Linked DNA regions of Zea mays: region 2 is linked to region 1. The links are chromatin contacts, called in public Hi-C maps. All regions are on one chromosome and are shown on one strand. Each heading gives the region's core, a stretch centred on a gene start, on an enhancer-like site or on the middle of the called end of the contact. The rest is flanking DNA. Distances are from core to core; before and after follow the strand shown.

Region 1 (5,519 bases), core at 1,926-4,425:
CTAAGACGAATTGATTATGAATGTATAAAAGATCAGTTCAGATTTAATATTTTTTTTGAAAAATTACTGAATTCGTTACTGATGGTAAAATAACGAATAAATACGGTAATTTCCAAAAATTGTAGGAAATGACTCAAACTGTTTCCGTTTCCGAATTTTTTTTTTACTGATTTCGTTTCCGTATTTCCGGTAACCATTTCCATTTAACACTGAATTTCCGAAAACGGAAGGAAAAGACCCATCTGCAAGCAAGAAGCTTGCACAAGTAGACGCTAACTTGTCACAGGAATGCTGCAGCTCTAATTAATAACCAACAAGTTCTGGACTGAAGTGCCCAGTTCGGTTGGCCGTTGTTCATATTGGAGCAGCACATGTGGTTCTGAAGTGTCCAGTCTGGTTGCAGCGGCTGCAATGAACAACCCGCTTGACTCGCCCACGGTCCTCCGCTCTAACCCTCTTCTTCCTTGGCTGTGCTGCGGGCCTCAGTGACTTCGGTGGATTGATGATCATCTCCACCTTGACCTGGCCTTGATCTGCTGTTTCATCCCAGAGGGTCCTGTCAGGGATTGGGTGTATGGTCTGCGAATAAGTCTTGCGGTATGTTGCCACGGTGAAGCAGCTCTCAGTGTAGCGGTGGACGTTCTGCCTGCAGGAGAGGAGAGCTGCCACACCATGAGCACACGGCACGCCATAGAGCTGCCACCCCCGGCACAGACAGCACCTGTTGCGGATGTCCACAACGTTTGTTCCCTCGTGAGCTGAGATGACCTCGAATTCCGCCTCGTTGGCCCGGGCCACCTGGTAACCCCGTGCACGCTCAATGGCCTCCTGAACACGACGCTCGGCTGCAGGCACGAGGATTGTGTTCCACTGCATGCTTGCTTCGCGTCGCTCGTTGAACCAAGTCATCAGCTGGCGACGGATGCATTCCATCATCTGAACTATAGGAAGGCCAGAGGCATCCAGTATCCAGGAATTCAGCGACTCCGCGATGTTTGCTGTTAGATGACCGTACCTTGTCCCCTCAAAGTAAGCCGTGGCCCAAAGACGTGAAGGTAGGTGCCTTATCCAAACAACAGCTTCTGGTGAAGCGTCCTCTATCTCTAGCAGCTTAGTTTCAAACTCAATCACAGTCAGCGCATGAGCAGCTTCCCAGAGAAGGTTGGCAAGCACAGGATTGTTGAACTCCTTTTTGAAGGCTTCACTAACATGGCGCATGCAGTACCCGTGGAATGCAGTTGGGAAGTTGAATTCAACTCCATCAGTAATGCCCTTCCGTCTATCGGACAAGATGGTCAGCCTTGGCATGTTCTCTGTGTTCTTCTCCAGCAACTCATGCAGCTCAGACAAGAACCATACCCAGTTCTCGTCAGTTTCCTCATCAACCACGCCAAATGCCAGAGGAAAGAGAGCACCATCCCCATCAAAACCAGTGGCAAGAAACAAGGTGCCAAGATACTTGTTTTTCAGAAGGGTCCTATCAAGCCCAATAAGTGGACGGCATGCATTGACAAAGCCAAATATTGATGCACTGAATGATATGAAGAGTCGCCGAAAGCAATTGTCATCTGGGTTTCCATACACTCGAGCTATACTTCCTGGATTTGTTCTTTCCACCTGCCTACAGTACTCAGGCAGGAGACGGTATCCTTCCTCAAAAGACCCTCGAACCGCAGCCATGATCCGCTCCTTACCTCTCCAAGCTTGCTTGTAGGATAGGGTGATGCCATGGGCCTTGTGGATTTCTTCCAAAATTTCCTTAGGCTTGTATTCTGGGTTCTCACGTAGCCTCTCTTCGACAGTGTTCGCAACCCACTGAACAGATGCCTGCTGATGGCCAAGATGGTTGATCCCGACACAGCTGTGGTTGTCATGTATGGTTCTAATGGAGAAGGTGGGCACACCGGGGAGCTTTGCTGCATGTATGCGCCACGGGCAGCTCTCGGCAGCACACTTAGCGGTGAAGCGGGACTTGTCAGACTTCACCGTCTGTATCTCAAAGTGGCAGGCGATGGCAGTGTTGCGGATGGCCCTGCGGCAGCTGACAACATCGGGAAACTGCTGTCCCACTGCGAGCTGAAACTCAGGGCTCACAACCATGGTCCGTGACTGGACAACAGGAGCGACTGCAAGAGGAGCCTGGGAGAGATCATGCGGCTGCAGCGCGAGCTCATGAGCCTGCTCCAGCGAGAGCTGATCGAAATTCTGATCAACGCCCAGGTGGTGTGTCTCGGCAAGCGTCAGCTCGTGGCTCTCCGACAAGTCAAGCTCGTCATGGTGGTGGCCCTGCACTTCCAGAGTCTCAGAGTCCCCATCGTGGCCCTGCCTCAGAACTAGCTCACCGGCGTGGTGAACATGGTGGTGGTGGTGGTCGTCGTGCCCGAGAACCAGCTGGTGATCGTCATCGTGGTGGTGCCCGAGGACGAGCTGGTGGTCGTGCTCGTGCGACTGGCCCAGCACGAGCTCGTGGTCGTGTGCGTGGCCGCCGAGGCCGAGGTCGTGGCTGTGTCCGAGACCCAGCCCGTGGTCTTGGCCGAAGTCGTGGTGGTTCGGCCCCAGCGCCAGCTCCGCATCCTGCCCGTGTCCAAGGACTAGCTCGTGGTTCGCCATCGCCGCCCTATCACAAGAAACAGAGTGCCTGACAGAGGATCAACCAAATGAATCAAATCGAAAGGAATCAGCGATGAAACCCATGGGCAAGCAGTCAATCACACGGACAAGACCAAGGAACAAAGGCAGGAGCATCGCAAAAGCTCACCGGATAGGAAATCGCCGCGGCGCCGGCGGCTATCAGTCCCGACAGACACGCCGCTCCGGGCTTCGGGAAGCTCGCCAGATCCAATTCTGTCGCCGACAGACCCAATCCAACCTTCACGCAGCCGGCGCACCGGGACAAGCTACAGCCATCACCAAGCAAGCAATTGGAAACTCGGAATCGGCACGAGAGCACCACCTGCCGGGACTGACGGGCCAATCAGTCCCGCACGAGATCCAAGAAGCTGGACCCACCCGGCGCCCGGCGCTCCGGAGCTGCGCGCCAAGGAGAGGGCGGGGAAACAGCGGGATGATTTGAAGGCCGCGCAGGGGCAGGGGGCTCGAGGGCAAAGAGAGGAAGAGGCGTGGAAAGAAATTGGGGGAAGTCGAGGCGAGGGGCAATGGTGGAAGACGGGGGCGGCGGGGAAGGAGGAGAGGAGAGAGATGGGACGGAACGGGGGAGGGGCATTTAGGTCAAAGCCAGGGCCTCCGGAAAGCGGATCGCTGGGTCATTTCCCGATTTGCCATCGACGGAGTTGGGCTTTTTGGGTATCCAACCAGTGTTAGCCTGTTAGAGCAACTCCAGTAGTTCTCTAAAATACTTCCTAAATCAATAATTTAGCTAGTTAACATAAAAATTATTCTCCAACAGTTCTTTAAATAATCTTTCTAAATTTAACAACTTGTCATCTAACCTCATTTTCTCTCTACATTTGGCAAACATTTAACAACTCCCTAAACAAAAATGTTGACTGCATTATATAGTTTTTGTGACTTATTTTTTATGTGGATAAATACAAAACAAAATTACAACCTATATTTAGAGAACTATTAGAGAATTCACAATTTTTTTACTTCAAAAGTCATTTAGCAACTTCTTAAATCTATGATTTAGAGAGCTAAAATTTACATAACTATTGGAGTTGCTCTTAGGTAACTCGCTAACTCCGTGCAGGTACCAAATTCTGGTTATCGCCTCAAAAGAAATATTTGGTTGGTTTTTACTTTAAAAAACAGAATCATCAAATTCTCTTTCTCGGATCAAAAGTCATAATTAATATTTGATTGATTTTGCTCTTTAAAAAATGAACCATTCCAAAATATATATATATGACATTGACTAAAACTATTATTTTTATGACATGTGTGAAGATCATACACTACTCTAGAGTGGTTTGGTGGTTTGGACTTTATGGATATTTTCTAAATTTAAATTTCAAAGCCCAGGTGGAATTTTGACTAGAACTATAGGCGGCATATGGTGTCATTACGAAGCTTGCGTTAAGACGAAACAAAGTCATGGACTCTAGAGTCCATGGACGTTAGATGCACTATCTTAGTTTGGACCATTTTTCCATTGGGGTTAAGTGGTTTAATCTAAATATCTAAGGGCAAATTATAGATATGCAATAGGCTCTATAAAAAAAGAATGGTTGGCCTTAACCAATAACCTCTCTAAGATTTGAGTTTTCCTCAATTAGGCCCAGTTTCGATCCTTGTAATTGAATTTCATTCTAATAATCGTAATTTAGATATAGATTAATTAAGCTAAATATAGTTTTACATAAAATATATTTGTATACTATTATTGGTCATATGAGGAAGATATTTATGTTCTACATTTCTACTATAAAAAAGCAAGTGGTGGAATGTCAAATTCCAAGCCAACTAACTTACTATATTAAGTAAATTCCTTCAAGATTAAGATAGTGTTTGGTTCCAGGGCCTATTTGGACGGAATGGTTCCATTCCATATTCTGAGTATGGAATGGCTCTATTCTGTGTTTGGCAATCAGAACAGAGCCACTCTGTTTCTCTATTTGGTTCTAGAGTGAAGTAGAACAAATCGAATCTATTCTACGTTTAGCATATTCATACAGCCATTATATATATATATATATATATCAAATATAATTATATTAAATACAACCATATATATTATGTTTGGCACCGTGCGTCCTTGTCAAATATTAATTATATATATATTGGCATCGTGTGTCCTTGTCATATATATATATATATATATATATATATATATATATATATATATATATATATATATATATATATATTGATAGTAATGGGAGCTCTGGTCTTTCGATAGGTGCGGGGGAGCCCCATCCAGGTTGTGTAAACGAGCCGGATCGGAATGGACCGAGCCGGACGCCCTGAATAGTGGGGTGCTTTTATGCATGTATAAATTTTGAATAAATATTGCGTAACAGAGTGTGGGCCATCATTCTGAACGTGGGCCGGTGATGTGTCACCCGCGTATTATGGAAGTGGATCGAAACCGTGTTTACGATAGCATACGACCTACGTCGAACTTGCATAAATTGTTGTTACGCCCACGATCCTATAATGTAGCAGATACACACGCGAACTCGCTGTGAATATCGCGCCCACGATGATGGATATGTGCATGGGAAAAGGAAAGAATCCCACGTTTCCAGAAAAGTTAGACAGCAAGAATCGTGTGTTAGGGTGCGACTGGCAGAAGGAAGTAACCGGAGCTGGAAGATGGCGGCGCCATAGGGTAAAGAGCCGATCAAAGAGTACACAACGCCGACATCAGTTCATTGTCAAATCCATGCTTGGAGATCGTATCAATGGTGCAGGAAGATCAACCAGGAGGAAACCAGTTTGGTGAAAGGGAATTAGGCTTACACCTAGTTCCTAATTGATTTTGGTGGTTGAATTGCCCAACACAAATAATTGGACTAACTAGTTTTGCTCTAGTGTATAAGTTATACAGGTGCCAAAGG
Region 2 (5,519 bases), core at 1,456-3,955, 210 kb before region 1:
TCGGTTTGTAATTCCGAAGCTTCACGAAATGGCACCTTCGGCATCACGTACGAGCAGCTTCAGCCGAGGCTGTTTCTTTCTGCAGGACCTTCGGCGACGAAGCATGGTCCCAACAGGTTTCACAAATCCAGTCCTCAATTTTCAATACTCAAGTATAATTTGAGATATCCAAATTTTATATTTTATTTCTTCATATATTTATTTTATTGTTTTTTTCTTATACAGATTTTTGGGTCTTATAACGAGCAACTGCACACCAGGGGAATCTTTGTAAAGGCTACATAGTGAAACCTTGTCGACTCACCTTGGTAGTGTTTGAGGGTTTGATCGACCTGAGGCAAAAGGGATCACGACTCGTGGATAAAGTGTGCAACCTCTGCAGAGTGTTAGAAACTGGTATATCAGTCGCGCTCACGGTTAAGAGTAGCCTTGGGATCCTCTTTGATTAGAATAACTCTGGATACTTTTATGATGATGGTAACTGGTGATGATTATAACTGTGGTTTCTGGTATTTTGTCACACCCGGATTTAGAAGGCAAACCGAATGCGAACCATGTACGTGCCAGGATCAGCAATTCACGTACACAACAAATGACATAACCGGACATCATCACACAATGCTCAAATAATAACATAAAATAGTATTAATCTGATTACATCATGATGTCCGAGAAATCCACAGAGTCATTAATATAGATCAAAGTGTGAAAACAAAACGTAGCTAAACACGGCCTTCACAGGCAGCCGACTGGGGGTTTGCCGCTAACCCATGCCTAGAACTCATCATAGTCTTGGAACTCCTGGAAATCCTCCACCACGACTTCATATTCTCCTGAGCAATGGTTGCAATGTGGACAACCTGGGGGGTTTGTGTTGTAAAGCAAGGGTGAGTACACATCAACATACTCAACAATTGTCCTGTTTGGTTGTGGTGGACTAGCTTTATGTGTGGTTAAGATCAAGCAGTTGCTTTTAGTTGGTTAGGTAATTATTACTAGTAGAGACCAAACAGAAAGAATACCAGAAACCATAATCATAATCATCAAAACCATAACTATCCTCATCATCATCTGTGATCATAGTATCTCTAATCAATAGAGCTCCCAAGGTCGCTCACAACCGTGAGCACAGCTGATATATCAGTTTCATAACACTCTATAGAGGTTGCACACTTTACCCACGAGCTATGATTCCTTTTTGCCTTGGTCCGATCAAACCCTTAAATACTACCAAGGTGAATAGGCAAGGTTTAACTACGTAGCCTTTACAAAGATTCCCTGAGACTGTAGCTGCCCGTTAGGTTTCTTAAATGTACCACACTTCTCCCCAAGGGGCAAACCACCCTCGGTAGAGCGAGCCGCATACACCGAGCCCCATTGACGGCACGATGGTGAAGCAAACTATACCTCAGTTCCTCTAATTAATTATCTAAGTGCGTCACATACCACCCTCATGGATATACTGTTTTCCTGGGTGGTCATCCAACGAACCAGTCCTTACGGAGAGACACTCGAGAAACTGTTCGAGCCCCCTTAAATGTCACAAATACATCATCATAATCAAAAGTAAACATCGTATCATAAATAATCTCATCATGTTCATTGATTAGAATAAAGCGCTAGCATAGAGTTAAACCAAAAATGATCCAACCCAAATAGGCGAACAAGGACATGATAAATAGAATGATAGTAAATCCTTAGGTATAAATTGTGTAAATGTAGGAGATAAATTATAAAATGAGTAGGAAGGACATAAATAGGTCGGAGGACACTTGCCTTCACCAACCAGCTGCTGCTCAGGGTCTTCGCCTGCAACTCCTTCGAATTCCTCCAACGGACCGTTATCTATACGATTTTAAACATACATTCCACAATCTTAACATAGAAAGAAGTAATACACCACACAATAAAATATACAACTAAACAGACGCATGGCGCAAAACTCGCATCTACGACTACATATATGATCGATGGTGGTACTTCGCCTGGTAGTCCCTGTCCCGGTTTCCATTGCCATGCATAAGGATTCCAGATTGGGTCTTGTCCAGACGGATAGCTAGAAGAACTGAAGCTACTTGAGCTACGGATTCGATCTTGACAGGAAATGGAACCGAAATTGACCACTAAATGCCTAAACTAGACTTGAGCTACATATTTCATCTTCACATATAGCATATAACATCTTCACATATAGCATATAAAAGTAAACAAGACTAATATACCTAAATTGACCACTGAATGTCTAAACTGGAACTCAATCTTGACATTAAATCCGATTTCCCGGCAAAAAATAGCGGTTTACCGATTAAAAACAGTTTACCAGTGATTTTCGGTTTTTATGATTTTTAATTTTTTAAATTTAAAACGAATTTTGAAAAAAACAGTAGTTAGCCGAAACCGGTGCGGTTTTGCTAAACCTACCGGTTTACTGCCGGCACCGGTTTTGTAAACCTCGGTGGTGCGGGTGCCCCTCTCAAGGTCGCACCGGTGTTCCTAGCTGACACTCACCATTTCTTTAGTATTCTTTTTAAATTGTACCCCATGACATGTCCCCACTGACCGCTGTCTTTGACATTGTTGACTCCGAGTCCCAACCGAAAGCGACGCTTTCCCGAAAACACCCCTCCCAATCCGGCAAATTAGCCAGCCCCTCACATATACCTCCGCCGCGCGCTCCCCTCTTCCCCCCGCTGGCCGCTGCTCTCTTCCTCCCTCCTCCTCGGTCCACTCCAACCCCAGGCCTGCCGCGGCCACAGACGGGCCGCGCCGCCGCCGCAGCTTCCGATTCCGCTTCCGCCGGCCGTTCTGCCGCGCGCGCGCCTGTGGCGCTTGAGCGGGCGGATTTGTTCGGCCCGTTCTTTGGCCGCCGCCGTTGCGCTGCGCCGTGTTGGCTTCCAGGTGCGCAATCCGGTCCCGTGCTCTGTTCGTGAGCTGAGGATTTGAGTAGTCCGCCACCCTGGATCCTGATGGGGCCGTTCCTGTGCAGTTCCCATCCAGGCGTCTTGAGATTCCCCGGCCGGAGATCTGCTTAATTCGTACCTCTCTCTGGTTCTGAGGCCCCTCCGAGGTGGAGGAGGAGCTCGTGGGTCGACGAAAGAACAATCGTTTCTTTGCCCACTCCTGCGGCTGCTTCTCCGTCCCAGGCTTTCCAGCCATGGAGGAGGTGGAGGTGGCCAACATGGCCGCGGTGGAGAGCTGCCACCGGGTGCTGGCTCTGCTCTCGCAGCAGCAGGACCCAGCCCTGCTCAAGAGCGTAGCTTCAGAGACGGCTGAAGCCTGCGCCAAGTTCAGGAAGGTAGCGGCCCTCCTCGGCAGTGCCAGTGGCGGAGGTGGCTGTGGCCATGCTAGAGGCAGGTTCTCCAGACGAGTCCGGCCTCTGGGGCTCGTCAACCAGAAGAGCCCCTTGGGGATCGCCACCGGCAGCGGCAACCCGCTGGAGATGATGCCCAGCACAGCTGCTGCTGCTGGGTCTCCATCTCCACCTCAGTCGACTAGCTATGCGCAAATGCGCGCTCGGCTTAGCAGTGCGCCAGAGTCCTCACGAGGGCTGGATTTGGCCTGCTCCAGCAGCAGGTGTAGCCCTCATCCATTTGGAGCCCCCAAGCTGGTCCAGCCACTGTCTGTGCAGTTCCAGATTGGGAGTGTTGCGCATAGGTACCCGTTCCACCAGCAGCAGTCGAGGCAGAAGCTGCAGGCCGAGATGTTCAGGAGGAGCAACAGTGGGATCAGCCTCAAGTTCGATAGCCCTAGCCCCAGCGGTGGTGCTGCTGGCACCATGTCGTCTGCGAGATCATTCATGTCGTCGTTGAGTATAGACAGGAGCATGGCGAGCTTGGATGGGAAGCGGCCGTTCCATTTGGTAGGCACCCCGGTGGCGAGCGACCCAGCAGATGCGCACCGTGCGCCCAAACGGCGATGCACGGGTAGAGGGGAGGATGGAAGAGGCAAGTGTGCCACCACTGGCAGATGCCATTGCTCAAAGAGAAGGTAACTTGCTTTCTCATAGCCCCAAATATTATGCTTGTTATGTCTCGTTGGGTGCAATATTGACTCCCTTTGAGCAATGGTGCTGTTCTGTTTGACAGGAAACTGCGGATTAAGAGGTCGATTAGAGTGCCAGCCATTAGCAACAAAATCGCTGATATCCCTCCTGATGAGTACTCGTGGCGCAAGTACGGGCAGAAGCCAATTAAGGGTTCCCCACACCCGAGGTATGAACCGAACAAGAAATATTCAACTAATATGAAAAATGTGTATCAAATCCTTTGCAGTCATAATGATTGATGCATTATTCCCCTTGCACCATGGGAGGTGGCATATCTGCATCAGGCTCTCAGGGTGCCCCTTTTATCTGTAGAATAATTGTCTGTTGATCCTCCTCCCCACTTTATCTTTTCCTTCCTCCCAAGTGGTTCTGCAACTAAGGCCTGTCGATAACTTAGTAGCTAGCACAATTGAATATTTGGTTAGTGGATAGTCTCAGGGCTCAACTCTTTTTGTGCCCATTTACTGACAAAACAATGATCTGTCATGGTGTGTTGGGGGGGGGGGGGGGACCAAAAGTAGGTAAATTATTATTGCTACAGGCGTTTGAATGCCATGTTAGGCTATCTACATCCTAATCTTGATTGCGCTCATTCCCCTACCCCATATCCAACTTTAAGTCTGCTCTGGATGATAGGAAAATGTAGCTATACCATGAAGGCAAGCACATGGGGCTGATTGTTCCCCCCTGTGTTTCACATATTCTCTTTGGCTTTAATCAAATGCAGGGGTTACTACAAATGCAGCAGCGTCAGGGGCTGCCCAGCAAGGAAGCACGTCGAGCGATGTGTAGACGACCCGGCGATGCTAATCGTGACATACGAAGGCGAGCACAGCCACACCCAGCTGCCAGCACAGCCTGCCCAGACCTAGAAGATCAGTAAATCGTCGCTCCATTCTGGAAGCGCGGGGAGCATGCCTTTGCACCTAGATGGTCATGTAGAATCTCAGGCCTTCGATTTTCGATTGCAGCAGCAGCAATGACCATGGAGAGAATCTTATGAGCTGCTTGGCCCCCCTCCTGAGTCACTCTGTTACAGATGCAAGAGTGGGGACTGCTGCCAAGTTGTTCATCTTTCTTGTGAGCTGTGGCATGTATGTATAATTGAAAGATGGTGCAGGAAGGAAGGAAAATGCAGCGTCCGACAGCGACCGGTGAGCTTTGCCGGTGAGCCTGAAGGGTTGAAAGCAAAGACTGACAAGAGGAAGTGAACAACCGCGCATTGTTGTGAGGGTGGATTAGGATGGGAAGATTTGGCTTTTAGCGTGCACAAGTTCACTTGCCATGGACTAGCCTCTGTATGTTGCTTTTGCTTTTTCTGAAATATCGCATCACCTCTTTTGTTGACAAAATAAAAAAGGGTGGGGTTGCATCCCAGTATCAAAGGAGGGAGCTCCGTACTGACCCCGCTGCAAGTTAGGACCATCTGGGTTTTCCAGGTGTAAGCATTCCAGAAGGGAAGGTGCAAAGCTGT

Evidence for each region. Hi-C and Micro-C count contacts between places; a contact is called where the count stands out from the background.
Region 2: a contact with region 1 is called in a Hi-C map of leaf, with 4 times the contacts expected there. The contact joins the promoter of LOC100191630 here to the promoter of LOC100382497 in region 1. A contact is called at or near these places in 9 of 25 Hi-C or Micro-C datasets (bundle sheath, ear, leaf and 2 more) and 1 of 3 datasets of contacts at active chromatin or transcription factors (leaf).

The regions. Positions count from the first base shown.
Region 1 is chr3:117,212,426-117,217,944 of Zm-B73-REFERENCE-NAM-5.0, reverse strand. It overlaps LOC100382497, which reads right to left and starts at 3,175. Exons shown (of 2, transcript NM_001175234.1): 1 at 2,759-3,175; 2 at 122-2,617. The coding sequence starts at 2,610. The coding sequence ends at 355.
Region 2 is chr3:117,426,888-117,432,406 of Zm-B73-REFERENCE-NAM-5.0, reverse strand. It overlaps LOC100191630, which reads left to right and starts at 2,705. Exons shown (of 4, transcript NM_001137059.1): 1 at 2,705-2,898; 2 at 2,987-3,987; 3 at 4,086-4,211; 4 at 4,773-5,519. The coding sequence starts at 3,155. The coding sequence ends at 4,917.